5 separate regions of the Mus musculus genome follow, and regions 1, 2, 3 and 4 are each linked to region 5. The links are chromatin contacts, called in public Hi-C and HiChIP or PLAC-seq maps. All regions are on one chromosome and are shown on one strand. The core of a region is the stretch at or near the end of the contact, and the rest is flanking DNA. Distances in the headings are between cores, read along the strand shown. Region 1 overlaps Rgma (repulsive guidance molecule family member A). Region 2 overlaps Rgma (repulsive guidance molecule family member A). Region 3 has its middle 34 kb from the start of 4930429H19Rik. Region 4 holds the start of Rgma (repulsive guidance molecule family member A). Region 5 overlaps Gm36865 (a long non-coding RNA gene).

Evidence for each region. A called contact is a pair of places that touch in the nucleus more often than the background predicts. HiChIP or PLAC-seq counts read pairs in DNA pulled down with a chosen protein or histone mark.
Region 1: a contact with region 5 is called in a Hi-C map of muscle stem cells, with 5 times the contacts expected there. The contact joins two enhancer-like sites. A contact is called at or near these places in 6 of 484 Hi-C or Micro-C datasets (muscle stem cells, stem cell-derived neural progenitor cells, stem cell-derived neural stem cells and 1 more).
Region 2: a contact with region 5 is called in an H3K4me3 HiChIP or PLAC-seq map of embryonic limb bud, with 5 times the contacts expected there. The contact joins two enhancer-like sites. A contact is called at or near these places in 6 of 39 promoter capture datasets (hippocampal neurons, liver, second pharyngeal arch cranial neural crest and 2 more), 4 of 484 Hi-C or Micro-C datasets (cochlea, muscle stem cells and uterus) and 12 of 115 datasets of contacts at active chromatin or transcription factors (the NIH/3T3 cell line, craniofacial prominence, differentiating embryonic stem cells and 8 more).
Region 3: a contact with region 5 is called in a Hi-C map of muscle stem cells, with 2.0 times the contacts expected there. The contact joins two enhancer-like sites. A contact is called at or near these places in 3 of 484 Hi-C or Micro-C datasets (muscle stem cells and uterus).
Region 4: a Hi-C map of muscle stem cells shows a contact between it and region 5, with 5 times the contacts expected there. The contact joins the promoter of Rgma here to the enhancer-like site in region 5. A contact is called at or near these places in 12 of 39 promoter capture datasets (the HPC-7 cell line, cranial neural crest, embryonic stem cells and 8 more), 11 of 484 Hi-C or Micro-C datasets (the AML12 cell line, embryonic fibroblasts, muscle stem cells and 2 more), 10 of 115 datasets of contacts at active chromatin or transcription factors (craniofacial prominence, embryonic basal ganglia, embryonic forebrain and 6 more) and 1 of 9 other capture datasets (embryonic stem cells).

The regions. Positions count from the first base shown.
Region 1 is chr7:73,418,417-73,423,522 of GRCm38.p6, reverse strand. Rgma (repulsive guidance molecule family member A) reads right to left here. Exons shown (of 4, transcript NM_177740.5): 4 at 3,624-5,106. Among named protein-coding and RNA genes, the nearest start is that of A730056A06Rik, 45 kb to the right of the region's middle. Within about 2 kb of position 1,697, at least 44 of the 459 cell types and tissues checked have an H3K27ac peak or open chromatin away from gene starts, as enhancers often do. A contact at or near this core is called in muscle stem cells, where this site is marked.
Region 2 is chr7:73,398,425-73,403,698 of GRCm38.p6, reverse strand. The region is part of intron 2 of Rgma (repulsive guidance molecule family member A); the gene reads right to left. It overlaps LOC115486533 (a long non-coding RNA gene), which reads right to left. Exons shown (of 2, transcript XR_003946803.1): 2 at 1-5,274. Among named protein-coding and RNA genes, the nearest start is that of A730056A06Rik, 25 kb to the right of the region's middle. Within about 2 kb of position 4,013, at least 133 of the 459 cell types and tissues checked have an H3K27ac peak or open chromatin away from gene starts, as enhancers often do. A contact at or near this core is called in embryonic limb bud and muscle stem cells, where this site is marked.
Region 3 is chr7:73,273,621-73,279,197 of GRCm38.p6, reverse strand. No RefSeq gene overlaps it. Among named protein-coding and RNA genes, the nearest start is that of 4930429H19Rik, 34 kb to the left of the region's middle. Within about 2 kb of position 3,122, at least 39 of the 459 cell types and tissues checked have an H3K27ac peak or open chromatin away from gene starts, as enhancers often do. A contact at or near this core is called in muscle stem cells, where this site is marked.
Region 4 is chr7:73,371,366-73,377,163 of GRCm38.p6, reverse strand. Rgma (repulsive guidance molecule family member A) reads right to left here and starts at 1,644. Exons shown (of 4, transcript NM_177740.5): 1 at 1,276-1,644. The coding sequence starts at 1,289. It overlaps A730056A06Rik (RIKEN cDNA A730056A06 gene), which reads left to right and starts at 1,390. Exons shown (of 2, transcript NR_040325.1): 1 at 1,390-1,647.
Region 5 is chr7:72,748,322-72,753,623 of GRCm38.p6, reverse strand. All of the region lies in intron 3 of Gm36865 (a long non-coding RNA gene), which reads left to right. Among named protein-coding and RNA genes, the nearest start is that of Gm36865, 76 kb to the left of the region's middle. Within about 2 kb of position 1,998, at least 29 of the 459 cell types and tissues checked have an H3K27ac peak or open chromatin away from gene starts, as enhancers often do. A contact at or near this core is called in embryonic limb bud, muscle stem cells and neural tube, where this site is marked.

The sequences.
Region 1 (5,106 bases), core at 448-2,947, 670 kb before region 5:
GAAGATCAGTGAAGACGAGAGACCCACAAGCGTTACACAGCCAGCTGTACCAGCAAGCCAAGCTCTCTTCGTCATTCTGTGGAGTCCTATTTCTACCCTCCAAGCATCACGTGTCCTCCACGTGTCCTGCCTCAGCACATGCATCCAGTCAGCCCGAGTCCTTGAAAGTGGCAACAAACTACAGCACACCGCCACAAGTTTTTGGTGCATTTCTCTCCATGGTTTCCCGACAAATGCAATGTGAGGTGGACGATGCCTGTCATTAGCCAAGAATCCTTCATCACACGTCCTTTCACGTGCTTGCTTTAGTAGAACATCATTTCTCCTGTGTCTGCTTCAGCTAAGCATTCCTTCACGAATCCGCCTTAGCTTTTTACACCTGTGTCCACTTTAATGAAACATTCCTTCACGTGTTTGTCCTAACAAAACACCCTCCAACTGTCTTTCCAAAGAGTCTTCATGTTTCACTTCATTGACCAAAAGCAACTTGGGGAATAAAAGGGTTTGTTTCATTTTAGCCCTTCCAAACATGCAGAGAAGTCAGGGCGGGAATTTGAGGCAGGAACTGAAGCAGAAGCCACAGGAATGGTGCCTACTGGCTTGCCCTCCGTGGCACACTCAGCCCTGGTGGTCCCTTCCACCCACCGTTGCCTTGGCCCTCCTACATCATCATTAATCAAGAAAATGCCCCTACAGACTTGCCTATAAGCTAATCTGATGGAGGCGTTTTCTTAATTAAGGTTTCCTCTTCCCAGGTGACTCAGGCTGACAGAAAACTCACTAGCATGCCTCCCTAGGTGGGACCATCTCTGTATCTGACATAGCATCCCAGAGTAAGTGTAATTCTAGAACTGTCCTGCAGAGGGCAGCAGGCGCACACAGACTCCAGCCTAACCGCAGATAACCCACATGCTGCCCGGTTCTTCCAATGTTTAGATCTCTCTCTTTTTTTTTTTTTTTTTTTTTTTTTTTTTTTTTTTTGCCACCAGAGTCCAGAGGATTGGAGCCATCCTGTTCCTGAAGGAGGAATGAGAGGGGACTGAGAGCAGCTATATGCTTCCCTACCTTCTTCAGCCACTGCTCAGGGTTCTCAGGTCTATGGCAGCGAGAGGGATCAAGGTCTTATGAGCTCTGGGCTGGGCTGCTCCAGGTCGTCACACACACACACACACACACCCCCGCATACTCTGCTCTTTGTAGAATGCTTTCTCCACCTTCTGACATGCCTTGCTCCAGAAACTCGTGTGGTGAGTTAGTCACACATGCCTTTTACCCCTCCAAAGAGGAGCATCCCTTTTCTTCCTTCCTTAGGCGGCCACTCAGAATGTACCTGCTTCTCTTCCTGGAGTCTGCTGCCATGTGGGTCGTTAGATTATGTAAGTATCAACTATTGGTTTATCTCCCCAGCAAGAATACAGGATTTGTCCCGAGACAAATGGATTCATCAATGACTAAGTTCCTGGGTACCACTGCCACCGGGACCTCTTTCGGTGGGTTCTCTTGTTGATGTTGGGCATCTGTGCCAGGAATTAGCTCATTAGATTTCCACAGGACCCTGGGAGGTGGCTACGTGTAATTCCATTTTACAGATCAGGAATCTAAGGCTCAAGAAAAAAAAAATCCAAGGGAGACCACACAGCTAGCAACAGGCAGAGCCCAGCTCCGATGCCAAGTCAGCCTGCTGCCCAAGCTCACATGCCCAGCCGCTGCTCTGAGCCATGCTTGGGCCTGAGAGACAGGCTCCAGTGCTGCCTGGCTCTCCTGGACCTCTGCCAGTCTTCAGATAAGTTTTCCCTCCAAATTTACCCGGGCAGTTATCAGATTTCGCTGATCAGTCCTTTCTGGTTTTTACCCTTACAAACTCTGGCTTGTGATATGAGAAGCCTAAGAGTTCTTTTCCTTGTTTTTGCTCTGGTGGGGGTGGGGGGAGCACAACCCAGGAGCCTAAGGTCTCTCACACCATAGGCAAGGGCCCTAACATTGAGCTACATACTCATAGGCAGTTGGGGATGGAGTGGGAGAGAGAGAGTAGCTCACAGGCTATGCGAAAGCTCTTCGGTTGCCAGGCTGACTGGCCTCGGCCCAGGTCTGCACCAGAGCAACTGTCATGCACAAGGAAGATGGGAGCACTCAGACTTAACTCAGAGCAACTGTCATGCACAAGGAAGACGGGAGCACTCAGACTTAACTCAGACCAACTGTCATGCACAAGGAAGATGGGAGCACTCAGACTTAACTCAGACCAACTGTCATGCACAAGGAAGATGGGAGCACTCAGACTTAACTCAGAGCAACTGTCATGCACAAGGAAGACTGGAGCACTCAGACTTAAGGTGCTGGCCCCGGACATTTGAGATGCAAATTCCCCTGTTCTGGAGGGCAGTGAGCGGTGTGGTATTTAGGAAAGAATTCTTGTGGGTTAAATTTAGGAGCCTGAAAAAAATTCCAAGCCCCACATATTTTTTTGGCAAGTGTCACATGGCACTTTCATCTGATGGAGAGTGAAGGACTTTTTGCCTGGGCCTGGCTTTTCCACAGTCTGTCCAGCGTGTGGCTCGGGCCAATGGCCCCGCCATTGCTATGCTGTTCCCCTGGGATTGTTTTCTTTAACAATCCCACTGACCACTGGGGGGGCCAGGCCTTTGGTGACTGACAATGCAGGAGAGTGGGTGCATTTAGCTCTTTCCTCCTAGATCAACCCTTCAGGGTCTTTGTTTAAGAGCCTGTGGTTTTGCTTGTTTCTTTGTTTCAAGCAAGGCTCTTGAACATTCTCTCTCTCCTCACATCTGGTGCTGAGGTTGTGTGTCCGGTGGGCATAAATGCTCTCTGGATTTCTCCTCTTACTGGCCTTTCGTCTCCTCCCCAGTCTTGCGGGTTCCTCTCCTCTGGGGAGCAGATGAAGACATTGCTGGGAGCTGTTGGGAGCCTCAGAGGGTTAAGTGACTTGACCAAGCTTACTTATCTGGGACTTAAACTTGACTTGAACAGAGTATCACAAGCAAAATTGACCTAGGTGTATGCCTTGGCTCTGCCCTTGACAGGGAGGGCATGGTACAGGGGGGCACATCTCACACAGATCTTCAATCTGTTAAATGGTTTGGGTCCCGTGACACTGAATCACGGCGACAACATGTGCCCGTAGTCAGCAGGGAGCCTGGCTTTGCACACGTCTGGACAGTGGTGCTATCAGAGCACATCACTGGGCCCCTAGGCTGGGTGCTAAGGGATGTTGAAGGGGTCGAGTTGTGGCTGGGGCTTCTCGGTCATGCTGGCTTGGATGAAGCCATTATGGACCGCAGACCCTCCTCCATTCCAGACTCTGTTCTAGACAACAGCTCTCAGCCTTTCATCGTATAACATCGGTCTGCCCTGACGTGCCCAGAGCAAGGGGAAACGGACCAACCAAGTCCTTCTAACGGCTCAGGCATAGGAAGGAAGAGAGGTAATCTCAGTCCCCGAAGGCCATGGTGGTTAAACAGCTGCATCTCACAGCTCACACAACTTGGGCCCACACAGCCCCGTCTTGACACACTTTGTAGTGGGGACACATCCACCCACCCACCTCACCTCTCCACCCCGCAAGGACCAAAGTCTGTTTCGAAAATAAACTCCAACAGCTCATCTAAAAGAAAAATAACAAAACAAAACCAACTTTACTTGCATTTAGCCGTTAATAAATAATTTACAGTATGTACACGCAGTGGCTCTCCACACAGGTCGCACACAGGTGGACTCAGTGAGGGGTCCCCACTTCCAAGCAGAACGTGATCAAACACAACCAAAATAAAGTGCTTCAACTCTTTTACTTCCAACATAGGGATAGCTGAAAAACCAGCAGGGGGCAGCGGAGCTGACCCCTCCCAGCTACCCACGTGGTTTTGGCAGGGGTTTGGACCTCTGGGAGGGAGAGGCAGGTTCTGCAGCCTCCCGGCCAGTGTATGAGAGGTCCCTGGGGGGTGGGGCTGGGGTAGGCTCTGCAGGGCCGCTGGCTGGGTGGCCCAGGGGGGCTGGCGGTACCGCCATGCTGGTTCCTTGGGGGGCCTCTGGAACAGCAGAAGAGATGGGAATGGCTCTGGGCTCTGTGGATGGACTCTGGCCTTGAGCTGAAGGAAAGAAAGCTAGGTTCCCAGTGACAGGCCTCTCTCTGGCTGTGGCCAGAGAGTTGAAAGAAGGTTCTAGTGGGAGGAGAACCCGCCAGGCAGGGTCATGGTGCAGGAAGGCCTCTTAGAAGGTGCTCCCCTCAGTTCCCACAAAGAAATGCAGACAAGAGGGCTGGGGGGTGTAGCTGCTGACCAGCAGCAGGGGAAGTCTAGGAGACAAGTGAAAGGGCAGAGGACAGGGCAGGCCAGCTGGCCCTATCCACTGGATCTGCTGCTCATGCCCTGAGACCCCAGCCCCTCTCTGGTGGGGACTCTTATGTCTGCTGGCGGGGGCAGGGGTGAGGGGTGGGGGTAGGGGTGGCGATGGCAGGAACCGGAGGATCACGTCTCTGTTGAAACATTCAGAATGACAGCACTTCGATTTCTTAAGTGCAATGGGAGAGGGGCAGAGGGTGGAGCCAGAGTTGGGGATCTGAGCCCATGAATGGTACCGCTTAGACCTCAGGCCAAAACACACCCTCCCTTCAACTGTGGGGCTTTGCAGGCAGGTGCCTGGATGCAGCACCTCAGACACATCCACAGTAGCTGGATGCACGGGACAGTCCCTGCGTAGCACTGGGTAGGAAGGGACCAGGAGGGCACAGCCTCCTGGCTACAAGGTTACATCCATTTGCTAAAGATGCTGAGCAGGGCTCTCTGGTATGCCCTTAGTCACACTGCTAAGGAGTACCTGCCTGGGGATAGAATCTTGGAAATGCTTCTGCCTTCCTGATGTGGGGTCTTGGGGGTGTCCCCATGGGCTTAGTGTGTGCGAGTGTGCTTGTGTAACAGTGTGCGCGAGAGTGTGTGGGAGGGCACAGGGGCCCCAGAGTAGGTGTGCAGCAGTCAGCCGGGCCTGTCTCAGTGCATTGTGAGGGTGTGGAAGGAGCCGACTTTCCCAGTGTCTCTCTGGTGATGGGGGCGGGGGGGGGGTGGACTTCAGCTTAGGGGGCTCTGGTTCGCACAT
Region 2 (5,274 bases), core at 2,764-5,263, 650 kb before region 5:
CCTGAGTCACAAAGCCACTTAGATGTGCACTGGTGTTGGGACTGCTTCTGAGCTTTTCTTTCTCTCTTTTTCTCTGTGTGGGGGTATGCAGGTTTTGCCCCTCTCTATCCACATTCGTGTGTGTGTGTGTGTGTGTGTGTGTGTGTGTTGTACAGAGGTTGATGTCAGGGCCTCTATCTTATTTTTTTGAGACAAGGTCTCTCTCTGAACCTAGAGTTTGTGGTTAGGGCTGAACTGGCTAACCAGCAAGCCCTCAGGATTGACCTGTTCTCAGGCTCCCGGGTCTGGGGTGGACATGTGGACCTGCGCTACCGTGCCTGACTGTTGAGTGAGTGCTTAGGGCCCAAGCGAGCTCAGGCTCTCAAGTTCACACAGCAAGCACTTTATCTACTGAGGTGTCTCTTCAGCCTCATGTCAATGCACTCACTACAAGCCTTTCCCCCAAGAAACCATCTGAGATGGTCAGTTCCCCAATGTCCCAAATGCTAAGGTCTGTGGCCCTGCCTGGTTCTGCTGTCACAGTACAAATTGATTCTGTGTCCCATGCCTCCAGCTGAAAGGCTTGTGGAGGGCTGCTGGACACAGCTGCCGCTGAGAAATGACCTATCTCTGACTCTTGAGAATTCCCTGCTGCCCTCCCCATTGCTCTGAGACCTTAAACTAGCCCTGTGGGTCCTCACTGGAACTTCAGAAAAAGGCTGAACTGTGGAACTCAGCTCAGAGCAAGGCAGCAGTTTGCAAGATGATACTGACAGTGATAAGTTGGGGCCAGAAGTGGCTGTGCCCAGTGAGTGCCCTCTGCTACTTCTTCAGATGGTAACCTGACTCTGTGGTCTGTCAGTCTGAAGTGATATATATACAGCTGTCCTTCCTTAAGGGCCTTGGGGAGGGACCTCAGAGATGCCAAGGCTGGATTGTCCTCATAGGCCGTAAGTTGAGAGGCCCCTGCCCTCTACTCTACAGAGGCCTCACCTTGCTCCCCATGTCCACTGCACTAAGCCACCAACTGCAGGCTGCTTAGTGGTCAGGAACCTATAGGCAACCGGGCCCAGCATCAAAATCAAAAGCTGCAGGGTCCCCCTACCAGAAATCCCCAAAAGGCCGGGTTGGTTTTGTTTTGTTTATTTAATGTGCTATATATTTTTCTTTTCTTTTCTTTTCTTTTCTTTTCTTTTCTTTTCTTTTCTTTTCTTTTCTTTTCTTTTCTTTCCTTTCCTTTCCTTTTCTTTCCTTTCCTTTCCTTCTCTTTCTTTTTTTGTTTAAAGGATTTCAGGCAGTAAACTGGGCCTTCTGAGGCCAGTGTTCATGCACACATTGCTCCAGTGTGTGACACATCTTATAGCAGTTACAGCAGCTTGTGCCAACAAAGGAGAGCCAGCCCTGAACGCTTTCTGCTTGGCAGGAGGATGCTCACTGCCCCACAGTGGCAGGCTAACGCTCTTTTTCTGGGCATTACACACAAGAGAGTGGCATTCACCTCACTTGATAGCCAATAGGCCCAGAGTGGACATGATTAGAATCTCAAACATTTTCCTCTTTCTTTCTTTCTTTCTTTCTTTCTTTCTTTCTTTCTTTCTTTCTTTCTTTCTTTCTTTCCTTCCTTCCTTCCTTCCTTCTTTCTTTCTTTCTTTCTTTCATTCCTCCCCCCCCCCCTTGTTTGTTTGTTTGGTTTTTTTGTTTTTTTTTTTGTTTTTTGTTTTTTTTTTTTGGTTTTTCGAGACAGGGTTTCTCTGTGTAGTCCTGGCTGTCCTGGAACTCACTCTGTAGACCAGGCTGGCCTCAAACTCAGAAATCCACCTGCCTCTGCCTCCCATGTGATGAGATTAAAGGCATGCGCCACCATTGCCCGGCTTTCCTATTTCTTTTTTAAAAAAATACTTTTTACATGTGTGTGTGTGTGTGTGTGTGTATTATGCAGGCATGGATGTGTGCACGTGTATATCCCATAGCACGTATGTGGAGGTTTGAGAACAGCCTGTAGGAATCGGTCTCCTACCACGTGGGTTGTGGGACTAACTCAGGTGGTTAGTATTGGTGGCAAGCCCCTTCACCCTTCTGAGCCATTCAGCAACCCTGTTTTTCTATTTCTAATCATTCTGGGGCTGAGGAACCTCCTGGGGTCCCCTTTGACTCTCACGACCTGGGACCTGGAGAATTACCTCATCTAAGTACAAAGGTGCCTCACGGATCTTGGCCCCCTTCACAAGCTCAGCCGAAGGCACTGTTTGTCTTGAACTATCATTAACCCTCCAATCTTCAGCTATAATCTTGAGAATGATATCTGGACCAAGAGAGTCCATAGGCCTGCAGAAACGGTGGCCCTGTCTGGACTCACCCACAGGAACCCCCTGAACATGTCCTAAAATCGCTAGGGCAGAAAGGGTGCTTCCTGTCCCGGATGCTTCCAGCTGCTTCTCGGGGAGTTCTTTCCGTGCCCTCCTGTAGAACCCCCCAGATCTAGGCTAAAATGTAATGGCCCCACCCCACTTTCGGTATCTGATATACACAGAGGTGCCCCAGGCTTCCTTCTCCGTGCTACCTTCTCTGGCAGCTGCTCCTCTGGGAGCCTTGAGTAACCTGGCCAGCTTCATTCAGGGCCTCAGGAAGGTGGCTACAGGACACATCTTTCCCGCATCGGTCCATCAATCTCCCATAAACAGGCCCTCCTCATCTTGATTCTGTCTTTCTCTCACTCAGTTCTTCTATTTCTAATCACTGTGGGGCTGAGGAAGCTTCTTGGGTCCCTGTTGACTCTCACACTACCCGGTGAATTGCACCTCTTGATAATCTTTGCTGATACCATCATGCAACATTCCAGAATTTGTAAGGCTAGCCCCGCCTAAGCATAGAGTGTGTTCCGAGAACAGCACTCACACTGAAAGCATCTTTTGAGACTTCAGATGTCATGCGTACACCGCGCCCCGCCCAACCCCACCTGTGTCCAACTCTGTCTGGTGGAACCCTGGGTCTCCCATGTATCCAGGGTTCAGGGAGCATGTATGCGCTCATAGCTGGCCACTCACATTTTAAAGGTAGAGCTCCACAGTGCCTCCCAATTGGATTGAGCCACATGGCTCAGGCTCAGATGTCATTACTTTTCGGTGGATGGCAACCCCTCTGGGAGGCAGAAAGTCAAAGCAGGATCTCAGAATACTAAATGGACCCGCATGATAAGGAAAAAAAAATCTGCTCTGCTAGTACAGCAACAGATCCGTTTGTTCTCAAGTCCTCCTTTGAGCTGTTAATCAAGCCCAATCTTTCGGAATAATAGCCTGCTTATTACCACCCTGTTTGCATGACAAAGCATCCCAATAAAACTTATTTTGCCGGGGCCCAGAGGGGGTGTGAAGGATCAACCATGAGAAAGGAGTCTTAGGAATTCCTCGAGGCACTCCGGGGCCAGAGCCTAGGAATAAAGACAATGTAATTTGCCACCAAGAAAAGCCCAATAGACCAATAAATTACCCGCGTGCAAAGGGATTAGATCAGGTTTCAGAGGCCTAGGGGAGGGGCAGGGTACTACGGGAGGGAGACAGCCTTGCCTTCTCTTAAAGAGGTAAGTATCCCTTGGAACATAAGCTCCAGGGTCAAGACGTTTCCAACTCTGCCTGCACAGCGACTGTCTGAACTGATTTACTTGCTCGGAGATCTGGCTCCTGATGTGCGCTGGGAACTGTGATGGACGCCGTTCTCGGAACACACTCTGTGCTTAGGTGGGGCTGGCCTTAACGAATTCTGGAATGTTTCATCTAAGTCTGGATGGAGGCATGGCCTTATCAGTGAAGACTCTCAAGAGGCAGCTATTGCCCAACTTCAAATCACTGCCCTTTGCCGGTGCAACAGGAATCGTCCCGTCCCCCTCCCAGCCCCCACGCCCGCTAATCGGCTGGCATCCTGATAGATTCTGCCACCAGGGGGCACTAGATGAAAAAGGAAAGGTGTCCCTGGAGTCGCCACTGCTGGCGTTCCCACCACCCTTCTGCTCTCCTCCGGCCTCTAGCTTCTTTGCATGTGAGTGGCTCTGAGGTACTGTAAGCTCAGCAAGCTCTTTCTGTTCCCTTTGTCACTTGGCACTCTGAAGTGTAAGCGGTGTCCTGCTGTGTGCCTCGGCCTTTTGGAACCTTACGGTTCCCAAGCTTAGCTCCCTCGGTGGAACCGCCCTTGGGAGGGGGAGGGGAGTTCACCTTCCTGGCAAGCCTAGGAATGAAGCACCTGCAAGATGACCTCAGCCAGTGACGAGCTCCGAAAGAAAGCCCCAGCGGCAGGCAGCCCCAGCACCGGTGCTCTATCTTAGTGAACAGTAGGACTTAAGAGGCAATAGCTTCAGTTAGGACACAGGCGGGTGGAAGGAATCTTCTATAAGTCTGCCTGCCTCGGGGAGGGGCCAACCCTGAAGTCTGAAGTCTCCGTGTCCCTTTCCTCACTGTCCACCTAGTGCGGGAAGCAGACCTTAGATAGGATTCTGGAAACGGGTCGCATCAGCATCCTGAAGGAGGTAGGGGAAGGGCACTAAGTAGGGGTCTCCTGCTTATTCTAGTCCCACAGTAATGAATCTTGGTGGGCGTGGGGATGGAGTGGGGGTGTTACGGGACAAGGACAGATGCCCGAGGCTCCCTGTTGGCGCCGCTCCTGCAAGAATTTCACTCAATCATCCTGGCGTAAACACCCAGGTGTTTGGCCCCAGATCCTGAGAGGGACACACCCAGCAGACTGGATTTTTTCCCAGGTGCTGCGTAGCCTGCCTCACTTAATCTATCACTGCAGATCCTAGAAGGGATCACCGCTCCTGGGTGACATTCCAGGGCCAGGCAGCCTAAGGGCCCCAGAACCGCCACTTTATGGCAATGTGTTTCCCACCCGTTAGCTCTACTGGGAATTGTACGTGCTTCCTTCCGAGTCTGGTCAGGGGGACAAGGCTGAGAGCAAAAGGGAGCTTTGGGGAAAACCTCAGGTGACCCAGGAAGAGAAGGCAAAATTGTTGGGGGGCCGGGCCCTGGAGGGTGAACTCACTGCCTACCCAGCGTGGACAGAAGTGGCTAAGTGCCACTCCTAGAGCCGGGGGCAGGACAGTACTGCCTCCTCCGTCACACCCTGCCAAGGCTGCCCTGCCTCAGCCTCCACACATGCCAAGTTGTTGCAAGCACCCTTGATGACTGACTGCCAAGGAGAAGGGCACACCTCAGCTTTCCAAACAGGCCACCCTCCCCAGCTCCCACAGGAGCCGTGGAGAAACAGCGCTTGAGCAAGAAGGGTGGGCGTGGAAAGCCCTGACTC
Region 3 (5,577 bases), core at 1,873-4,372, 520 kb before region 5:
CCTAAGGACGCAGCCCTTTAATACAGTTCTTCATGCTGTGCTGACCCCAACCATAGAATTATTTTCATTGCTACTTCATAATTGCAATTTTGCTAGTTATGAATTGTAATGTAAATGTCTGTGTTTTCTGATAGTGTTAGGCGACCCTTGTGAAAGGGGTCATTTGGCTCCCAAAGGGGTCATGACCCACAGGTTGAAAGATACTGCTCTACAAGGACAGCTTAGGGTCTGTAGGTGCAGCCAACTGGCCTCTCCGAGTGTCAGTGTGACCACAAAACCAGAGACTTGTTTTTCAAATTGGAAAACTGCTATCCTTGGTGCCAAGCGCTCGTCCTGCCCTTTTGAAAAAGAGGAGCCAGTCAGCCAGGTCTAAAAATACTCAGGACTGACAAGAAGCTATGGGCAGAGAGGACCCGGAGCCTGGCTTGGGAAGGATGGGAGGAGGCTGGCACAGTGTATCAGTGGAGGGAGGCTGGCACAGCGTGTCAGTGGGCTCACATGAGAGCGCAGAGCACAGGGTTCACATTGTCATTTGTTACAGTTGAAAAATGAAAAATAGAAAATACTTTGTAATATGAAAGATGATACCTCTGAGACAGTATTTTTGACGTGGTGAAAATTGTTTTTTGAGGCAACGTTTTAGGTCGCCCAGGCTTGCTTTGCTCTCAGCCAAGTAGCTGCGGATGATCTTAAACTTCTGTTCTTCCTGCTTCCTCCGCCATGGTGCTGGGATTTCAAGGATGCACTCCCATATCCTACTTATGTAGTACTGGGGATAGAACCCAGGGCTTCATGTATTCTGGGTAGGCACCCTTCCAATTTAATTGTACATTTCATCCCATAATGTATTCTATACTACTGTATGCATCTAATGCTCAGCCTCTCCCAGTATACCCTAGGGTGTGTATATTTACCTTGCCATTTATGAAGGAGCTTGAATTTTAAAGATGAGGAATCTGGGTCTAGTCTGTCTGAGGCAGAGGCTAGTCATGTAGAATGGTTTTCAGACAAACTTTGATCTCTCCTCTCTGATGGCTAGTTTGCTTGGTATTGTTTCCAGGGGAGGGGGCGTCTTGATTGCTGGGCCTCTTAGGAAAACCTCTTGGTGGGTGAGTTTGGGTTTGAAATGTGCTCCTTAAGCTCAGCTAAGCATAAAGATACCTGCTTCTCTTGCATAGGGAAAGTGGGCCCTGCTGTTGGCCAGGAAGAAAGAGACATCTATTGGTCACATTGGTCACAGAGGGTAGTGTTACCCAGGGATCACTGGCATGTCTGTCAGGGATGGGTGCTTTCTATCTGAAGACCATGTCAACCTGCTTTGTCTGCTTTGTTTTGTTTCTAGTGACAGGCTTTCTCTGTACAGCCCTGGCTGTCCTGGAACTTAATTTATAGATCAGTCTGGCCTCGAACTCAAGAGATCAGCCTGCCTCTGCTTCCTGAGTGCTGGGATCAAAGGTGGGCACAGCTGCCACCACCACCGCCACCACCACCTGACAATACATTTTGTCTTTTTCTTGGATGTCTCATTTGCTCTTCCCACACTGAGCTCCAAGACTCCCGGGAGACTGAAAGACTTTAGGAATATACTTAATGAGGTTCATTATATCCTCCTGACATGGTTACTGTGTGCACCCTCATTTCTGTCCCGAATTTTAACTTCAGAGCATGTTAGACGCAGACAATGAAGGATGGTGGGTCCTTGGCGACATCTTGAAGGATTGCCTATGCTTTCCAATACAAATTACATTTCTTTGGTTGTGATGTTCTTTTCTGACAGCTTTCCTATTTTATGCTTTTCCCCTCCTGAGACACTTCAAGTTTTATGTGGGAGAACCTTGGGGCATATTAATAAGTAAGTAGCATCAAGAACATACTAAAAAAATGATGATAGTTCCTTAGTCTAAGACTAAAATAAACCCAAAAACCAAAACAAAACCAGCCAGCAACCATCATACAGCTCTTCTCCTGCATGTGTGTGTGTGTGTGTGTGTGTGTGTGTGTGTGTGTGTGTGTGTGTGTGTATGTGTGTGTGTGTGTGTGTGTATGTGTGTGTATGTGCATGCATATACGATATGTCACCAAAGCTGGTTTCAGCAGATCAAAATCTCTGGGCAAATCCCCTTTAAATATCTCCATGTACATAAGAGCTGAGGAGCTGATACAAACAAGATGGAACAGTTGAAGTGAGATGGCTTAGGACATTTTTTGGACCATGAGAATGATTCCTGTAGGTTCATATATTCGAACACTTAGGAAGTGGCACTATTTGAAAGGATTAGGAGGTGTGGCCTTTTTGGAGTAATTGTGGCCTTGTTAGAGGAAGTGTGTCACTGGGGGTGGGCTTTAAGATTTTGAAGTCTAAAGTTAGGCCCAGTGTCTCTCTCTTTCTGTTGCCTGCGGATCCAGATATAGAACTCTCAGCTATTTCTCCAGTACTATGTCTGCCTGGATGCCGCCAGGTTTCCCACCATGATGATAATGGACTAAACCTCTCAAACTGTAAGCTGGCCCCATTTAAATGCTTTCCTTAATATGAGTTGTTGTGGTCATGGTGTCTCTTCACAGCAATTGAACATTGACTAAAACAGACCACCTCCTGCCCTGTTATCTTACTGTCCTGGTCAGATTGGTGAATCTGGCTTCAGTTATTTGGTGTACACTGTATTATGAGAATAACTTTTATCTACAAAATACTGACTTTAGCCCAAAGTAATATACACTGGTTATCATCCAGTTGCCCAAGTGAATTCTTCAAGAGACCCTTCTGTCACTGGGGGGTCCCACAGTCCCTAAACAACTGGGGCTGTGGTCAGAGAGACTGGAGGTGGGAGAGGGGGCTCGGAGATCCTAGGTCTGGATACAAAAGCTACATTTTGCCCTAAGTTTCTCCAGCTGAGGATTCCTCCTTCCAGAAGCACTTGCTTCAGCTGCTTGGCTACTTAGCGCCTCAAATCTCCACAAGCTCATGGCTCAGGGGTGGGTGCTGGGTGCATGACTCAGCAGAAAAGAAGACCGCCAAGGTCAGTCTGTTCTCGAAAGAAAGAGAGCAGCGAAGAGCAGAGCCCAAAAGTGAGTTCTCCAAAGTGTTGGCTAAATGAGAGGGAAAGAATGCAGACATCTTTCATAACCCTGGGATGTGTCAGCAGCTGTAAAATAAATACCGAGTCAGAGTTACTTCTGCTGTTTCTCTCCTGAGAAGGGGCAAACTTCCCAAATAAAAATAATTTAATCTCAAACAGTTCATGCACCAGCAGCGATCTCTCCTGCAGGGACAGAACCCCCGGAGGGGGGGGGGGTGCGGGGCACAGGTCAGTCCAGGACAGCAGGGTGACTAACAGATAAGCCTTTCGGAATGGTTGGAAATATCCACCAAGTAGCAGCCCTGTCACTCAGCGTGTCTGCTCTTTTGGCATCTTCAAGTGATTTTATCTACTGAGAAAATGTGTTTTCCCATGGAGAGACACGAAGTCAATGGGGTAGCGATGGGGCATGGTGTTCGTGACCTTGGTATTTCCCACCACACCCCTGGCTTTAGTGCTTCAGTTTTTCTTTTCCTACAATGCTTTATGCGCTCTCTCTCTCTCTCTCTCTCTCTCTCTCTCTCTCTCTCTCTCTTTCCTTCTCTGCTTTTGTATGTTTGAAGTGTACGAGTATGTATATGTTTGTGTGTGTGTGTCTGTGTGTATGTATATATGTATGTGTGCTCGAACACACATGTGCACATTTTGCGCACGTGTATATGGAGGCCAGAAGCAGATGTGGGTGTCTTCCTTTTATCATTATTTACCTTATCTCTTAAGACAGGCTCTCTTTTTGAACATGAAGCTCACATATTCAGCAAGACTAGCAGGTCAGTGAGCTTTAGGAAGCCCCCAGTCCCTGCCTCACCAATGCTAGGATTGTAGGTCTATGCTAGCACATCTGGCTTTTTACCTGGGTGCTAGGGAATCCAAACTCAGGTCCATACAACCACTTTACTGACTGAGTCATCTCTTCAGCCCCCTTATTCTTGAATTTTTATCCCCTTCTTACTTCTGTCTTAAAACACCTTTAAAATCAGATTTAAACCTCCTAGAGAAAAAGCTTGTTTATATTTAGCAGCTTGTTCCTTCCTATGTGTGAGACAAAAGATAAAATGTCCAAAAAAGGCTTTCTGGATTTCAAGTAGCTGTTTGTCCACAGTGTGCGAATGCGTTAAGCATGAAAGAATAAGACAGATACAGATTAAATTTCGTTAATATCTCACATGTGATTTTAAAGTGTTGGGCAAATATGTCTGGGATCAAATCTGAGTTGGGGTTTAAGAGAAAATTCAGGATGTTGAGTAAAGGAAGAATAGTCCAGCGAAGTTCATCTAGTCATCTTTCACCAGGGCCTGTGGGATCAGAACTCCCTCCTGGGAGGACCAAAACCAGTCACTGTTGAAGTGGAATCCACGGGGCCAGAGAGATGGCTCAGCTGGTAAGACTACTGGCTTCTCTCCCAGAGGACCTGGGTTCCATTCCAGCACCAACATTATGGCTCACAACTATCTGTAACTCCAGCCCCCGTGGGATTGGATGCCCTCCTCTGTCCTCCAAGAATATCAGGTATGCTTGAGGCACACAGCTAAGACATGCAGGCAAAACATCCATTTATGTGAAAAAAAATTAAAAAGAAATGGTTAGGCACACAGGCTAGGAGGACTCAGGCACAATGCTCTCCACAGCAGTGCTTTCCACAGCAAACAACAGTTCTTCCCAAACACTACGTGGATGAGGCAGCCAGTCCCTGGGAACATTCTGGTCACATTAAGAGAGTAAACTTTCAGCAGACTTTGAGTTAGCCTTCTGTCCACAAATAGTGGAAGATAAGACCTAGTCCCTACTGAACATTCTCATAGAATTCTTCTGGTAGTCCACACCATTGACATGGAACCCATGATTTTGTGGAAGTCCCCTCTTATGTTTTGTCCCTTCCTGCTTCACCTCTGTTAATCAATCATGTCTGCTAGTAGAGCCTGGTTGACTAGACCTACCATACCAATGGCTCTTGGAATTACCTTGGCTCCTATCTCCCACTTCAGGGCACATCATCTGACTAGCTTCCTGGAACTCCACCCCCAACCTTGCTTGCTCTAAAATTTTCCATGTGGGACATGGCACCAACTTCCTGGAGTCCTTTCCAGCTCCCTGCATCATCTTTTGTTTTTTCAGGGTTCGTTAAATTGTGTGTGAATTCCTAACATGATATGTGCAGATGGCTACAATCCAGCTTCTTCCTGCTTTCATATCTTTTGAATCATATCTTTCATATCTTCATATCCCATCTTCTCATCCACGTCCCTCAATAGTCACCAGCTCCTCGACTCAAGGAACTACTTGCCCACTCAAGCTGGAATATCTTGGGGGAAGTTAAAAAGAGCTGTTCTGTACTTCTGTTTCTGCATTTATAAAGTACGGGTGAAGGGTGATGTTTGGAGGAAGTGTAAATAGGACTCCACCGAAAGTGATGATGCATGGGCTAGGCTTTCTTATAGAGCTAGCTGTGCAGTGCTTGTTGGTCTCGAGTCTTTGCTGATCTTTGCTTCACTGAGAA
Region 4 (5,798 bases), core at 395-2,894, 620 kb before region 5:
TTAACTTCACAAATCACTATATAGGTACAGATGAACTAGAGAGTAGTAAAGTGACCGTGACAGGCTTGCCAGATCCCTGGACCAGATGCCTAGGGACAAAGGCAGGTGACCGTTTACTTTATTTTTGCTAGAAGAACCCAAAACTACACAGAAGGGAATGGCAGTCCTGGAGGTGATATCCTGCCACTAATACAATTCGTCATTCGGTCCTGAGAGCTAAGCTCCGGGCAGCGGGTGCTCAAGCCCCGCTTACAGGATGGCCTGAGCACTAGAGAAACAGTCTTTCTGGACACGTTGGCTAGTTCCCATCTCTCCATCTCCTCATATAGGGGAACTTTGAGAACGCCCAACTTCATGGCTTGTGAGGAAGGTACAGATCACCATTTCCGCTAGATGGCGATATTTCCCCTAATCCATCCGCTTCAAGACACCCAATTTATAAAATAAATACAATCCAACGCCTTCCGAAACCACACCACATAATAACAGCACACAGGCTCCCATTAAAGTTCCAGTCTCAGGAAACTGACTCCCTCGTCGAGAAAATCTAATGCAACTACTCTAGTAAGATGCAATCAAGAGTTGCATCCAAGTGTCATTCATATTTGCACCGGTCCCCCAATACACCTGTCCCTCTACCCCTAGTTAACACTCAGGGATGAGCCATGGCTCAAGTCAGGCGCTGAGTCCTCGTGGTGCCTTGCCTTCCTCTTAGGAACGTCGGACCTTTTGGGACCCTTGCCCCTTAGCCACCACCCCAAGTCTAGCACACCGGACGCTCCTAAGCAAGGGTCACTCACACTGTACAATGTACAATGCCGACGGCCCCGGGGCAGGTGCGTTCATTTCCAGCTTCTGCAACCCGGGCCTGGGTTAAGTGAGAGAATCCGGTTTCACCGTGGGTCAGCGGGGTGATCAGATCTGTCAAGAGCTCTGTGGGTCAGGGGGGCTCTCGCCTCCGGAAGAGGTGGCCGCGCAGGAGAGAGAGCTCCAGGCGGTACACAGTGGGTGGGACAGGCGCCGGGTCTGCCCAGCCACGCGCAGCGCCTACTGCCCTCATGGCAGCATCTTAGGGGGCTGGGGGAAAAGAAAAAACACCAAACCACAAAACTTTCCTGCTGCCAAGTGCGAAGGCGAGTCATCCGAGGCAAAACCCTAAGTGTGTGAGATGAGACACCGGGTTGGGGGAGCCACTAATCAGTGAGGCGGCGGAGCGCAAGTGTCCGCAGCGCCTTGGGGACCTCAGGACCCCGTGCCCCCGCTGTCCGCGCTTACCTTGGCGGCTGCATGAGCCCCTCCAGCCCGCGGGGGGTTGGCGCTGGCGGGGCTGCGCGCGAAGACTAGGTGTAGGGCGGTCGCTCGTGGGCCCCTGGGTGAGGTGGGAGGGGCCCGGCTGGCGCTGGTCCCCGCAGCTCAGCGGACTCAGTAGCGACCCGGGGCGCTCCGCCTGCTCCCCGGCTGCATGCCTGCGAGCGCCTGGAGGAGCGAGCCTCAGGAGCGGCCGGCTGGCCAGTGCTTCCCGGGCGCAGGGCTCGGGCGGCGTAGCTTGCAGTTCCGAGACGCCTGCAGAGTAGGGCGGCCCGGGCTAACCTGCTGCCTCGCCCGGCCTGTCGCCGCCACCGCCACCGCTGAGCGCGGCGTCGCGAGGTTCGTTTGCGCGCGGCAGGGAGGGGGCGGGCCGGGCACCCCGGGAGCGGGCGGGGGGGCGAGCGCGGGCGGAGCGGAGCAGAGGGAGGGGGAGGGGTGGGGTCTGGGCTCCAAAGGCCCCGCCCCGCCGCGGTCCCACCCTTGCTGATCCGCGCTAGTGGGTGTGTGAGGACGTAGGGGGTGAGCCTGCAGAAAGCGCACACTCTCCCTGCGGGCTCGCGATCCCAGGGTTCGAGCAGCAAGTGCAGCGACCCTCCCTTCCGCTAACGCATCCAACTTTCTTAACCCTGAGCCAGGTGGCTTGGAGTCCACGTTTTCAACCTGGGAGCCTACGGTGGTTAGAGGTTTCCAATCGTGGATAAATATTGACATCTGCCGAAAGTCACCTTTGTTCTATAGGGATTTTACTCCTATTTAGAATCTTATTGGAAAAAATAAATAATATGTATATTGCATGCACAGTGCGCGAATACACGCAGTCTGGAGTAAACAGACTGTCTTGTACTCCCCCACCCCTCCCTCTGCAGTCCAGCTCAGAGGTAACCTCCGGTCACAGCGTCTTCCTCCCCCGCCCCGCACCCTTCTCGCATAGATTGCCAGAGGAAACTCCGGGCTTCTCAAAAGGATTCTTCATGCAGCTCACGCACACAGTGGAGAGCACAGCCAGCCGCCAGCAGCTCATCTCCAGGGTCTCACCCCAACACCACGTATAGGTCTGAAACCCTAGCTGGGGTGTGAAGTCAGCCGGGACACACAGCTCACACTCAAATTATCACTGAACAGTTAGCGCTGCCAGGATATTTTATACAGGGGTTACGACCCGATCTTCTCTTAATCTGAACCAAGCGCTGGAATTTTGATAGGATGAGAACTCTGTATTTAATGAAAAGGTATCGTCCGTATTAAGACCCTCGTCGTTATTTATGCTGTGGTCTTAAGGGATGTGGTTTTGAACTCAATGTTCTGCGTTTATTGGCCAAATGAATTAGACTAGTCTATAACTGAGCTATAAATAAACTCCATGTGCTTTTAGCAGGAAGGGATTGGGCCTTGCAGTTGGCCCCGTTTCTAAAATTAGCCTCGACCTTGGACAAATCTTTTAGGTCTGCTGAGCCTCAGTTTCCTTGTCTATAAATAAGGGAGTTGTACAAGAAAGTGTGTGTGTGTGTTTACATTTCCTTTTTGTACTCTATCATCCTCTGCTTGGGGACACTCCTCCAACCCTGTCCCCAATTCTCAAATCCCAGGTGTTGTTTTCCCTAGCTCTGACATCAATCTGTAATTATACCTTTATTTGTGGCCTTCTCATCATACTCAAGAGATCAGGAACCACCTTGGGGTCATCATGCCATCCTCAGCACCCAGGAGAGCCTGGTGTATAGCAGAGGCACAATAATTGTTATCACTTGGGTCATTTTCTTCCTCCTCCCCCTTGGGTTTTGGTTGTTTTGTTTTGTTTTGTTTTAACACTTTGCAGTCTTAGTCGTTTATTTCCTTTTTGTACATTAGGCCACGAATCTACATGCAATGGGCTCCAAAATCTCCGGCTCTTTTCCGTAGTCCTCACAAAGAGTGCTTCTCTGGATGGCACAGGCTGGCCCTTCAGCTGAGCCCAGGTGCCCTTCTCCTTAGCTTCCGTTTTCTTCTGATCGTTCTCCTTCACCCGCTTCAGGAGTTGTCTCTGCTCTTTGAGTGCTTGATGTGCTCAATCCGCACATTGATCCTCTCGGCCAACATCTTGCCCTTAACTTGCTTGTTTACAATTATGCCCATGGCATGCTAGTGACATTGTAGACTCTCCTGGGTTTGCTGTGGTAACACTTATGGGGCATTTCTTTTTGATCAGTGCACATTCCCTTGATGTCTACAATATCACCCTTCTTGTAGATTTGCATGTATGTGGCCAAAGGAACAACTCCATGTTTCCTAAAAGGCCTAGAGAACATGTACCCAGTGACTCTCCTCTTTCCCTTTGTGTTCGCCATTTTGGCGAGTTACTGGAAGATGGCAGCTGCCATGGCCGACCTCCCTCCACCCCCTGGGTTTTTAAAATGCTCTTTGGACATGACCAACATTTCACAATTCAAAAGCCATTGTTAGAAAGTAGCTGATAGGTTTTTTTCCCTCATTTTGGGGTATAAACAGTCCACTTCCTAGACCAAGAGGGATTGATCTCAGCTCAACCTTGGGTCAGTGGCGGAAGCCAGAGTGATTTACCTTGATGAGCATGGGGGGGTGAAGACAAGGACTATTAATGCCACTTGTTCCATACTCAGTTGTCACGGAACTCTCTGCACAGGCAGCTGAAATACTCCCATAAGCACTGACTTTAAATAAGGCCATGGGGTGTGTTGAGTGTGTCTATAACAACCATGCATGGCTTCAAGAACCATCTAGAAACATTCCTAATCTAAAACTCCACGGAACTTTTGTTTTTCTTTCAACTCTAAATTCCTTAGGAACAGGAAGCAGGCTAAAATGAGTTTAAGACCGTTTCGTTTGTTTGAAATACAGCGGTAGCAAACTAGGACGTGGAAGCCACAGGTATATCTATAGCAGGTTTTCTTCCTCCTTCCTCCCTTCCTCCTCCTCCCACCTTTTAGTTTATCTGTGTAGCCCGGCTGTCTTGGATTTTGCTCTATGCAGCAGGCTAGTCTCGAACGCAGAGATTTGCATACTTCTGCCTCCTGAGTGCAAGGATTAAAGGCGTGTGCCACCACACCCGACCCCAGTTTCTCTTCTGATGTGTAGAGTAGTAGAGGGTGAGTTAAAAACCTGGTTTCATAGAGAGACAACTGGAGCTTCTACTCCTTCCCGGCCACTCTTTCCTTCTTTTTGTGAGAAGAAAATCTTCTTGCTCGCAGCGGCGGCGAGGCCGATCGCCAGGCTGCCAGTCGCTGCAGCGGTTAGGTGCGAGAAGAGTCAAGGGCTGGCGAGAAGTGTCCTGCGTTGGCGCAACCGGGAGGCGGCTCTCCTCCGAGCACCACGCCCGCGGGCGGGAAAGCTGGCGGAGCTCCCGGGGTGTGGAGCAATTTGCTGTTTCTGTCTGTTTCAAATGAGTGGTGGCACCTGCTGGGGGAGAAGGCAACCTCAGGAAGTGAATTCAAGATGAGTCGAGGAAAGATTCCTTCTTGCCTGATTGACAAAACAGGCACATGGCGGGGCTGTCTCTTCCGGGTTGGAATACCCCCGCTTAGCCTATCCTTTTTGATAAATTCAAGTATAGAGTTGTAAAAGTGTAGCTCGGAACTCAGAGTATCGAGTCAGAACCCTGCCAAAACCCTGGGGAAGAGAGCCACCCGGGCTCACCCTTGGCCCCAGTGACATCTGGGAAGGCAACAGGTGCTGGGAACTTGCCCTGCTGGATGGATGTCCCTGCTGGGGTTTGGGGTTAAACATTTCACCATCAGGCCCTGGGCTGGACCCTGCATGGAAATCCTGATTGCAAAACAGTCTTTGCCCTTAGGCACCTGTAGTGTAGCTGGAAAATAAGAGCAAAGGGATCTCTCTGAGGAGTGGCAGGCTCCACCTCCATCCAGGTAGACCCCTCCCTTCAATAAAATAGTCCCAGTAAAATCTGCATTTGCAAATGCTCCTTTAGGTCTGCCTCCTGGCCTTCCCCTCCAACCCTTGACACCACGAAGCTGTGATCTGCTAAAAGAAGCAAATGTGGAAGGGAGGGACATAGCGGCATTGTCTGACTTCATCAATTAGATTTTATCGGGGCCAGCAGCTGTGGGGTGTGTTGGGTTTGTGGGTCAATGGAATGAGGAACATGTAGGCTGTGTATGCCAGAAAACCACCCGAAAGGGAGATATTTTAGCCAGGCCAAAGGTGGCAAGAAACAACTGAGTTTCAAACGATTTACACCAGGTCTAAAAATGGACGCTGAGGTAGTAATTATATCCAGTTAGTTTCTGGGGACCGCTGAGATGGCTCAGCGGGTTAGAAATGACTGCTGCTGGAGCTTGCTGCCAAGCCTGAAACCTGAGTTCAATCTCACTGAGTTCAACTCCCAGGACCCACAGAATAGAGAACTACAGCAAGTTGTCCTCTGTCTGCCATCTTTGCTGAAGGCTGAGCCAAAGAAACTCATAGAAGGTAGTTGAGTTGGAAAAGAATAGAAATGGATGAATAGAGCTTGGTTTGCA
Region 5 (5,302 bases), core at 749-3,248:
TTAAGTTCTGTCTGCTTCTGACATAAAGGCTTCTGTAGCTTAGTATTAGGTGGGCCTCTGAGTTGGGGTTCACACCCTCAGGGTTGGGATAGATAGAGAGCAGGGATGTTTACGAGGTCTTTTCTTGGAATTTTTCTTTTCCTTTTTGGCAAAATAACTGAGATGTACTTATTGCACGAGTTTCAGAGTTACATTAAGTCACCCACTCTCTTTAATCCCCACCACCTTCTACTCAGAGCTTGGAAACAGGTTTTCTGAGTACTTCCAGCATTTCATCTTTACATACTCTGGTTTCTTACAAGGTCGTGAGGAGGGTAAGGCTGAGAACATTCCAAAGGGATTATGCACATTCTGCAAGAACCTGAAAAAGCAATTGATAAAGGCTTAGCTGCTTACCCAGGGATACAGGTGTGGGGGGGCCATCACACAGAGGGAGCCTCACAAGGTTCCCAGGCCTTTGTCATCTTATAGCCCCCTCCTCCAGAGGCTGAATCCTTACCAGAGATTAAAATGTAATGACACAATGAATTGAGACCAGAAATCATCATTGGAAACTGTTCTTTGAGGCATTATAGGACATGTGGCATTATGCGCAAACATGAAAGGGGATTTCAGATGCAGCAGTGGGCTTCCATTTATACACATTTTAAACATTTTTATAGATTTGCAGAGGGAGAAGCTTTGCAGCCTAGAGTCTTTAGGAGAAAATGGAAGCTGCATTTTAGTGAGGGAGAAGGGAATAATAAGAACCACCTGAAAATCAACCAGAGGTAGGGAAGAAGGAGAACACTGAGGGTGACGCGAGTGGGTGCAAAGCACAGTGCCATTGCAGAGTAAAGCTAGAGTGGTTTATTGGTGGATACCAGTTTCAGTTGTTATATTTTGGTTGGACAAATGCTATCTACTATATCAGTTATCTTGGGCTACTATTTAAAAGCATCATAGCCAGGATATTATAAACAATGGCAGTTTATTTCTGGATGCTAAATGTTCAAGACCTTGGTAATGGTATCCTTCTTTGTCTGGCAGATGTGTTTCTAGGCACTAGTGTGGACTTTCTTTCATGTAGTACAAAGTGGGCCTTTTTCTTAACAACCGCTCTCAGGGCAATTATTTCCCCAATACAGCACTCCCAAATACCATTACACTGACAGCTACAGTGTCAACATCATTATAAAGAGATATGCACATCCAATTCATAGTGATGACACTGACAAAAAGACTTCTTTCAGGAAGGGCACACTTGAGAGCTTACAGTTAATCTAAGCAGGCAAAACCTGGGCCTCGTTGTAGCTGTAGTATACTGCATTATGGCCTTTGCTACGTGAATAAGCCCTAAAAGCTGTTAGTACTATTGACATTTCTGACGCTGTTGTGGGTAGTGTCCATGACTCAGAGAATTCCTGTTTGGATGCAGTACAGTTGTATTTGCCTCACACATTTTCACCTTGCTTCCTGCTTTGAATTGTCATTGCACGGTCAGGTTGTTCAGAAATATTTCTCAAGGGCCCATGAAAACCTATGAAGTATAATAATGGTCTATAAATGTGGATGCTTCACTTTGTCCTTCCTGGGCTTATATCATTTTCAAAAGGGTAAGCATTTTCGTGTGTGTGTGTGTGTGTGTGTGTGTGTGTGTGTGTGTGTGTGAGAGAGAGAGAGAGAGAGAGAGAGAGAGAGAACGGTCTTTCAGCATTCAATGCTGTTCAGCCATTGTTGGCCTCAGGCTGGGAGTATACCGGCCCAGATTGAGCACATTTACGTTCGCTGCAACCCGTGGGACTGGTATTGATTTACTATCACATTTGGGAAAGAGAAACATACGGGGACACACTTGCTATGTCATGCCTCATTTGCTTGGAAGCGAGAGTGCAGCTGATCTGGGAGTGTGGTGACCCCTGGAACGAAATTCCATGTGTGATAAATTGTGAGCTCTACCGTGCAACAGAGAATCAACACATGTGGGGATGAGAACGTCACTTGGGTGGATGACCCAGCTGTGAGGAGGAGGTAACAGCAACTCAGGCTGTTGGTAAGCACTGCTAGCTCAGCTCCTGGCAGTGCTGGGCTGACCTTTTCCCACCCGGTCCATCTGGATTTTATGATTTTTGTTTCTTGTTTTGGCAACTACTGAAATTGAGGTGCTACTTCTGAGGTCAAAGAGGCTGTCAGTGGGCAGTGCTCCATGTCATTTCCCTTCTCTGAGGAAATGCTCTTTTAAGAGCTTTGCTGTAAAATTCACAGCCTCATTCTAATTTTTCAAGACAGATGCAGAGCACTTAAGGTGACACCAGTGACTCAAATAAGAGCAGATGGGGATGGAGGGTTAAGCACTATGTCTTTTCCCTCCTCCGCCTCCTCCTCTTTTTCCTCTTCCTCTTCTTCTTTAACTATTTACTGAATTCTTGTGAATTTCACATCATTCATCTCAACCCCACTCATCTCTCAATCCCTCCATATCTTCCCTCTGCCCTTGAAACCACCCCCAAGAAGACAAAAATAAAAACAAACAAAAAAAAAAAAAGAGAGAGAGAGAGAAAAATAAAAAAACTTTTAAAAACTCATCTTGCTGTGAAACTGTGTGGTGTATCATGGTGTGTCCCACAGTATACCCTCTTGTTCGGTTGCTTTACCTGATAATATACATTGCAATGAGTCATTGATCTGGTTTGAGACCTCTGCTATCTGCTGCATTATCAATACTGAATCTTCACTGGTGAAGGGGGAGTAGTTCTGATGCGAAGGTCTTGTTCCCCAATTGGCTCTTGATTTGTCAGTCAAGAAAGCAGGGAGCTAATTGGTGGGTGGAAGGTACAGATGGGACTTCTGGGTCCTAGGAGGAAAAAAGGAGCAAGAAAGAAGAGAGGCGCTTTCAGCTGTGCTTTGGAGGAAGAACACAGAAGCCATGTGTCTCAGGGGGGAGCTCCGTCCTGTGGCTTCTGCTACAGGCGGGTGGCCAAGGATGTTTTGCAGGGTCTAGGCAGGATTAGCCACTGAAGTTTAGGGCAAGTGGAGAGACAGAGATAATAAATTGCTAAGGGCATGCTTTTCCAGTTAGGATATAGTAACAGCCAGCAATTGTGCCTAGAGGGCAAATTATAAAGTGCCAATCTCTCTCTCTCTCTCTCTCTCTCTCTCTCTCTCTCTCTCTCTCTCTCTGTGTGTGTGTGTGTGTGTGTGTGTGTGTGTGTGTGTGTGTGTGTGTATTGCCCTGTGTCATGGGGATCCTGCAGCTTTAGTTCTCCAGGACTGACCCCTTCAGCAGTTGTACAGCCCATCAACTCTCTTGCACCTACCTCACCCTACCTCACCAGAGGCAGTTCTCCTCATTAGCCCAGGCAAGGGACAGGAACAGCTCTCCTGCTTGTGGCAGCCGGCAGGGGACAGGGCTGACCCTCTGGTGCTCATGTCACCAGGGCCAGCTTTCCAGTACTGCTCTGCCAAGCTGCCCAGGCAAGGGGATAGAGTTGGCTCTCTCACATACTGCAGGAAACGGGGACTGGAGGAGGCATTGATCCCATACCCACACCACTGCAAGAATGAAAAGGGGTGAGAATAAGAGAGGTAGCACTCAGAGGAGCATCCTGCATATCTTCTGGGCAGCATGGTAGAGTTGGCCCTCCTGGGGTGGGCCTTTGAGAGCCAACCCTTATGGTGTGAGAACAAGAGAACTTGGCTCTATCTCTTGCTCAGTGCTATTCTCATTCCTTAAAAATAAAAATAATTTCTTATACCATCTTCACTAAACTTCCTGCTGTGCCACCCCCACTCCCAGTTCTAAGTGTCTCTGTGTACACATGGGCATTGAAACTGAAAGGAAATAAAACTGTAATTCATGTAATGTATGTTAAATAGCCCAAAGAGTTGTTTCTGAGCTTTGAAACCTGGGGCTGAGAACATAGCAGAACAGACCAGGACATGCCCGGGCAAGCCCATCGCCTCCCTAGCTCCCACCCCTCTGACCTAAGTTAAATGTTACAGGCTGCTGATGTTTAAATGGACCAATCATGTGAAACCGCGCCAATTCCTCCCCCAGCCCCACTCCTTTTCTATAAAACCCCCTAGCTTCCAAGCCTCGTGGTCGAATCCACTGTCTCCTGTTGTGTGAGATACGTTTCGACCCGGAGCTCCGCCATTAAAAAACCTCTTGTTGTTACATCAAGGTGTTGTGTTCTATTCGCGATTCTTGGGTGCACGCCGAATCGGGAGCTGAGTGGGGGTTTCCCCACTGAGTTCTTTCAAAACCAGCACCTCACACAGTGGGCAAGCACTCACCACTGAGCTACAGATCAGTCTCTTTGTTCTTAGTTTGAGAAAGGGTCTTCGTAGTTGCTCAAACCAATCTTTTCTTTCTTTGTTTCTTTCTTTCCTTCTTCCTTCCTTCCTTTCTTTCCTTCTTCCTTCCTTCCTTTCTTTCCTTCTTCCTTCCTTCCTTCCTTTCTTTCCTTCTTCCTTCCTTTCTTTCCTTCTTCCTTCCTCCCTTTCTTCCTCTCTTCCTTCTTTTCTTCCTTCCTTCCTTCCTTCCTTCCTTCCTTTCTTCCTTCTTTTCTTCCTTCCTTCCTTCCTTCCTTCCTTCCTTTCTTTCCTTCTTCCTTCCTTTCTTTCCTTCTTCCTTCCTCCCTTTCTTCCTCTCTTCCTTCTTTTCTTCCTTCCTTCCTTCCTTCCTTTCTTCCTTCTTTTCTTCCTTCCTTCCTTCCTTCCTTCCTTCCTTCCTTCCTTCCTTCTTTCCTTCCTTCCTTTCTCCCTCCCTCTGTCCTTCCTTCCTTCCTTCCTTCCTTCCTTCCTTCCTTCCTTCCTTCCTTCCTTCCCTCCTTCCTTCCTTCCTTCTTTGCTCACTTTACATCCTGATCTTGCCCCCTCCATCCTCTTCTCCTAGTTCCCCCTTACATATCCCTCCTCCCAATTTGCTTCCCCTTCTAGGGCTCCCCCTTTGGTACAATCCCACTGCTCAGACCAATACTGAACTCACTCTGTAGCCCAGGCAGGCTTTAAACTTGTAATACTCTCACCTTAATCACCCAAGCACCTTGTACATCAAGCTTGCATCTTTGTTGTGTCTTTAAATTAATGTTTTTTAGACTTTAATATAATTACATGATTTTCTTTGTTTTCTCTTCCTCCATCCAAATCCCCCATCTACCCTTCCTTGTTCTCTTTCAAATTCCTGGCTATCTTTCTCATTAATTGTTCTAGCATCCATATGTATATACACTCTCCAATATATGACGAGAACCTATCCAATCTGTATAATTTTACTTGTCTGTATGTTTTCAGGACTGACCATTTGGTACATGACTGCCTA